Linked DNA regions of Zea mays: region 2 is linked to region 1. A link is a contact called in public Hi-C data. All regions are on one chromosome and are shown on one strand. The core of a region is the stretch at or near the end of the contact, and the rest is flanking DNA. Distances in the headings are between cores, read along the strand shown. Region 1 holds the start of LOC100192893. Region 2 holds the start of LOC103640243.

Region 1 (3,313 bases), core at 508-3,007:
GTTTGCCCGCGCGAGGCAGACAAGCTAAAGCTAAGAGCATCTCCAACAATGTGACCTATAAAAATGTCTTATAATTTAAAAATAAGTAAATTTTATAGAATTTAGGGCACCAATAAAACACCTCGCTCCAACAGTAAAGCCTCAAATCTAGATTATAAGGCAGCCCACTACGGTGTAGTATATTTGAGGCACTTGAGAGGGTGCCCTATAGTTTTTTGACAAAATTTGTTGAATTGAGGCACTGTTGGAGTGTTTTTTCCTGTGTAGAGCCCTATATTTCAATTTGAGGCACTAGTTTGAGGCATTGTTGGAGATGCTCTAATGACGTGACGTACCTGCGACTCGGTGAAGGTGATGTCGGGGGAGGAGCTGAGTCCGGCGAGGTCATGCTCGAGGTACTCGAAGACGAGGTAGATGGAGGGGGAGGAGCGGGAGGTGACGAGGCCCTCGAGTCCGACGACGTTGGGGTGGCCTTGGAGGCGGCGGAGGATGAGGATCTCCCGCGCCATGAACCGCACGCTCTCGGGCTCCACGCTGTCGAAGCGCACCTTCTTGAGCGCCACCAGGCGGCCCGTGGCCAGCTCCCGCGCGCGGAACACGCTGCTGTACGTGCCCTGCCCCACCTTCTCCAGCTTCTCGAAGCCGTCGGCGCGGAGCGGCACCCACCCGTGCACGGCCTCGGCGGCCACCGCGCTCAGCCACGCCGGCCACCCGGCTGCCGCCTGCTCGCCCTCCACGCACGGCCGGACGCTCCCCAGCCGCGCTGCCGCCGCTACCGCAGCCTCCCTCCCCGACCGCCGCCGCCGCCGCTCGTCCTCGTCGTCGTCTTTGAACGCCTCCAGCCGCACCGGCCGGCTCCATATCGACATCGCCGACGCCGACGCCGACGCCGAGCCCAGGTCCGCCGACGCCGACGCGCTGCGGGACATATTGTAGGAGCACGACGACACGTCGTCCTCGTACGACGGCGAGGACACCACCCCGGGCCTCGACACCGCGCAACCCATGTCTGCCGCCCTCGCCGCCGACCGGCGGGCCAAGCACCTGCTTATGGCTCCACGGAGGCGGCGGGGGACTGGAAACAGAGGAGGAGCAAGAACACAGGGGAGGGAGGGGGAGGGTCGGTCTCCTCTCTCTCCTCCTCCTCCTCCTCCTCCGTTCTGTCTTGTTCTGTTCTGCCTCCCCGGGCGATCAGTCTCCTCCCCCTGCGTCCACAACAAGCAATCCGAGCAGCGGCTAGCCTAAAGATAGCAACGAAGGCGATGGCAGGCCATGGCCGATTGCTCCAGCTGCCCGCCTTTAATTGGTGCTCAATCTGTCCTTCCCTTTTGCTTTTAGTTCCTGCGCTGGTCTTGAGCTGGGGAGCAAGTGCACCTCTCTCACTCCCTCTCTGATCTTCTTGTCTGGCCTCCTAAAGCCTAACTCTACGCATGGTGGAGGATTAGGGCCTTGGGGGGCTTTGGTTAATTGCAACAACCTGTCTATGCCAGAGACCAAGGACGAATTGAAGAACAGGTGCAGCAGATCCAAAAAAAAAAAGTAAAAGTTGAAGCTTTTGATAGTGTTTTGGATAAATTTTGTCGTCGAACTGGTTGGGACTTGGGAGTTTGTTAGTAGTTTTTTCTTTCGCGAAAAGAAAGAAGATACAGGTGTGCTGGAACGCAATGGTCAAAGAATGCATTTGCTTTGGGTGAGGGTACACGGGCAAAGGGGAATTAGTGTGGAATTGATGCGCGCGCGCAAGAACAGGGGGGACACCAACGCGGTGTCCTGGTTTTGGGCGGGGAAACGTTCATGTGGCAATATTTATAACGCTAGGGCAGTAAGCAGTATGGGCAATGCTGTACTAGCCGTTTGTATTTAAACCCCGGTCTGCCCTTTTTCATCGAATTCTAAATTTCAAATTCAAGTGCTTACTCATTCTTGATGGTTTAGTGCTGTTTGTGAGCGATGATGTGGTTGATGAAAAGATGAGCACATGTGAGCAAAGGCAGCTTGTTTAGTGAGCAACATGGGCATCGAGTAGTGGTTAACAAAAAACAACTATAATTAGCATGATAAAAGCGGGGATCTAACGCTTTCGACAACGTGTATTTTTTTCTCCCCTTTTGGCTTTTAGTTTTGGCGTGTTTGGAGAAAGGGATATATGCTCACAATTTCTAGGGCATGTTTGAGAGAAGGGACATTAGAGGGCCTAAAATTTCCTTTTGCTATTTAATTTTAAAAAGTGGTGGGATTTCAGCCTTCCAATCCTCTCTATCTCCTCGCTCTCAAATATAAATAGGAGAGGGAGTTTAGCCCCTCCATTCTCACCTCCACCAACCTCATTTTCATGATATTCAAAATGGGAGGGAACGTTTGGCTAGCTATTGCCATGGTGGTGGGCATTAAGTGAGAATGTTTATGATAGGGACAGTTGTCGGACGTTAAGTTCAGTCTAGGTCTCGTTTCTTTTCGCTGGAGTTCTGTTTGTTTATGCATTGTGTACCGTGTACTTATTTTGGAATCATTGATCGCGATGACGTGGGATTTCGTTGAAGTGAGAGTAAATTTTTTTCACGCTAGTTTTACAACTCTATTTATCTAAGAAATTTTATTTTTTAAAGGAAAATGAACTAATTTTCTCTAGAAAAAATTAAAAAATCTCTTAGAAAAAAAATGAGGTTACCAACTACAACTAGCCCTAAAACTGTCTTTGGGTTCCATTTCTTTTTTTCCTCCTTTGGAACGGCGTGTATCTCTGTATTCCAAAACAAGATCTGGAATTTATGGGAAGCTCGCAGTACTGCACGACGCAGCGCGCGCTGGCCGAACTAGGGGCGGATAATGCCCAATAATGCACTGCAATGGACTCCATGCCATCTGCATGGTTGGTTAATTAGCTTAGGCTATCTCCTACCTCATTTTCTAGTTTATTGTCAGCATACCATCGGCTTCAGTACACTTTGAACACCAATCGGCAAGCGCAGGAACGAATGAAGCTGCTGTTGGAAGGATGGGCCGCCGCGTGCGCAGGCCTAATACGCGGGTGACGGGAGCCGAATGGATGACTTGACTAATGGGCCGTGGACCGTGTCCAGTATATTGTTGTACAAATACTCGATAGGATGCTGCTAATAGAGTTGTCGAATAACAGAACAATATTCGTCCATTCCTTCTGTTCTTCTTCCTCGGACCTCTCCTGCTCTCTTCCTCATATCCGGTAACATTCACGACGAAGGTGCGTGACAAATTTATCCATATTTCAAATATTTCTCTGTAAACAGTATCAAACAATATTATCTATATTTTTGTACTCCCTCCGTTTCTTTTT
Region 2 (3,335 bases), core at 320-2,819, 190 kb after region 1:
TAAACAAGTAATCAACATTCCATAAAATTAGTTTTGCTGGGGAAATATCTCAGTGCCAGTAATTATCGATTGAAGAAAATGTTGAAAATTTAGTCCAAAGTGAATGAAACAGCACAGAGGCGAAACCCCCGAACCTCATCACAAAAATGCACATAAAGAAACGCATTACTTAGCATTCTTTACAAACACTTCAATTTCGATCAACAAGTAGGATAAGGATCTTCTCTGATGACAAACAGAAGGTAAACGAGCATTGGTTCAGAAAACCGCAAGAAGGACATCTCATACTACTTACCAAGTTCTCGGATGCAAAACGACGGTGTCTGAGAGATTCTACGAGCCGACCCTAAAGCTTCTGTATGTGTATCTCCCAAGAAACCGATCTACGAATGCCAGCTTATCAGTTCGTCTTTGTCATAAGCAGAAGAAAAGTCCAGGTAGTGTCAGCAACAAGAGACCTGTAATTTGTCATTTGTAGGACGTCAGGGAATGGGAAGAAAAAGAAGGCGTGAAGGGCCATAAATGCAAGCGACAAAAAATATTGAAGACGAGATCACAAACCACAGCAAACTACAGAGCCAGAAGGATTCCAAATAATGAAGCGCTAAAAATCAGAGCTTTCTGAAAAATCGCAACATCACAAGCACACTGCAAGGATAATATTATCAAACCAAAATCAAGAAAGTTGTCAGCTTTCCCACACTATTATCCAACCAAAACCACAACATCAAAAAGGACACAAATTTTTCGCACAGGCAAAATTTAGGCAGGAGTAGAACATCATATGGCCAATAAGCAGAGGGGAGAACCTCCAAGAACAAGACTTCCGACCCCGAACTCATCCGCTGAAACAATGGCGGCCAGGCCAGAATAGAACAGAGGGAAGCAGCCAAGAACAGGAGATAATCCGTCCCCTCAACTGCTCACCATGTCACGGGGGGGCGAAGCCCACCGGCCGCATTGGAACTGCCATGATCCAACAAAAGATTCCGCCTCTCCCCACTTCCTCAAACAAGGAGACAAGGCCAACCAACCAAACAGCAACACCTATAAACAAGTACTAATTTATCGCCATCCACATGGACAGAGATACAATCCTCCGTCACTAGGCCATGGACGGGAGCAGACCCAGATGCAGACGACGGAGATTAGATTGGCCAGCAGATGACGGTGAGAGGGATCTTCTCCTCCTCGGCTCCCTCTCTCTCCCCTTTCTCTATCTAGTGGAGAAGAAGAGAGAAAATGGGCTTCTCGAAGAACAGGAAAAGTTTGTCAACTTCTGGTCTTCTTATTCTCTGCCGGCTCCTCTTCTCTTGTAGGACGCCCTGGCGGAGTATATTGTTCTCACTCTACCAAGGTTTGGTGGTGGATAGGAGAAGGCATTGATTTTCTTCATCACTTTGCATTGGGGTTCGGGTGCAAAAAGCCATAAATTAGGGGCTTCTCTGTGCCTTTCCCATTCCTCTCTTTTTTTTCCTCCGTGGTGACTGGTGAGTTCAGCTTTTTGGACAATTGCAGACGTGGGTGATTTTCTGCCGATAGATTTGCAAATTTGGCATCGTTCTCATGGGCTGTGAGAATTTACCATTAACTCTATAATTTATAGACACGTATGGACCCATATACTATAGAGACGATTATAACAAAAAAACAAATTCAGCATAGATTTTCAATTATTCCATTCTTTGCCCTCTCACACACACTATCTCTCTTTCCCTCCCTCTAGGAGTGGCTGGAGTGCCTTTCTGACTTTCTCTCTCCTGTGCCTCTGGATTGGAGCATGGAGAAAGGAAAGGCAGGAAGATCATAAATGTAGCAGCACCGCTACATGCACACACCGAACCTGGAAAACCGCAACAGCGTAGTTCTTGTCCCCTAGCTGACCGGTGACAAATTCACAACTAATCACCTGATACCGAAAGGGGTGTCTTAGAGGGTGTTTGGTTTCTAGGGACTAATGTTTAGTCCCTTCATTTTATTCCTTTTTAGTATATAAATTGTTAAATATAGAAACTGAAATAAAGTTTTAGTTTCTATATTTGGCAATTTTAGAACTAAAATGGAATAAAATGTAGGGACTAAACATTAGTCCCTAGAAACCAAACACCCCCTTATCTTGTCGTTGATCTACACATATCAAGTGTTTCTTTCCTCGCTAATTTTGGTTTGGATTTATGTGCAGTGCATAAAGAAAGGCTGGAACAGGAGTCAAAAGCAGGAGCCGTTTCTTCAATTCATTTGTTTCTCCGGCTGCGTAAGCGTAATGGATGGTTTAATGAGAAGTTATGTCATTTTCCTGGACCTGGATTCGAAGGATTCCAATTGTACTCGCGTCCACTGTACTGGTCAATTCTTACAGGCAAGGACGGTCATTTACTAAAATCATTAGGCCATGTGTAACTCCATTTAGGGCCCGTTTGGCAAAGCTCCAGCTCCTGCTTCTTTAGCTCTAGATCCTGATCCTCGTGAGGAGCTGATCCTCCTGATTCTCCTAGAAAATCAGAATCATTTTTAAAACTGTTTGGCAAGTAAACTGATTCTTGTCTTCTGAGAGTTGGTGGTCTGTAGCGATTGTCTGTTTTACTCTTTGCAGTTCAACTTTATTACAAATCAATAAGTAGGATGCATATACGGAAAAATATATGAAACAATAACATATAAAATATTCCCATCATAGTAGTGCATAAAATGGTCTCAAATGTTTAATCCATAAATTGGCTCGTTATGTTTTTGTCCAATGGCAATTGCGGGTAATTTCGATCAAACTTTAAGGGGAGGTCCATATTTGGTTGGTTGAGGAGCTGTTTTAAGGGAGGGTGGAGCAGGTTTTTTTAGATCCCACCTTTCTTCACAAAAAACGACTCCTGATCTTTCGGCTCCACACGAGAATCAGTTTAAAAAATACTCGTTTGGCACGGCTCCTCTAGATCCTCGCTTAGAATCAGGAGGTGGAGCTGTGCCAAACGGGCCCTTAATATGGTCTATTGAGGGGGTTTTAAGGAGCTAATTGAAAAAATATAAGAGACGGGTTCTTTGTGAAGAGCTCGTCTCCTCACGACTCTCTATACATGTTGTTTCTTAGCTATATTTATTATCGAGAGTCTCATGGTTATATTGTGAAGTCTCTTAGTTGTCTTTTGTATTTTGAAAACCGAACAGGAGTCTCAGGGTTGTACATGCCCTTACACAACTTGGATGAAAATTGCACGGTACTGTGCATCGACACATGCCTACTGAGATGTTTGAATTGACGAAGTTTTTGCTCACCAAACCTCTATTTGTCTATTTATCACATACTACATAATAATCAAGACCAAGCCTGGAAAAATTTTAGG

The links. Hi-C and Micro-C count contacts between places; a contact is called where the count stands out from the background.
Region 2: a Hi-C map of root tip shows a contact between it and region 1, with 5 times the contacts expected there. The contact joins the promoter of LOC103640243 here to the promoter of LOC100192893 in region 1. A contact is called at or near these places in 6 of 25 Hi-C or Micro-C datasets (bundle sheath, ear, endosperm and 3 more).

What each region holds. Positions count from the first base shown.
Region 1 is chr1:161,676,642-161,679,954 of Zm-B73-REFERENCE-NAM-5.0, forward strand. It overlaps LOC100192893, which reads right to left and starts at 1,758. Exons shown (of 7, transcript NM_001358485.1): 1 at 336-1,758. The coding sequence starts at 1,007.
Region 2 is chr1:161,862,701-161,866,035 of Zm-B73-REFERENCE-NAM-5.0, forward strand. It overlaps LOC103640243, which reads right to left and starts at 1,570. Exons shown (of 6, transcript XM_008662863.4): 1 at 928-1,570; 2 at 296-458.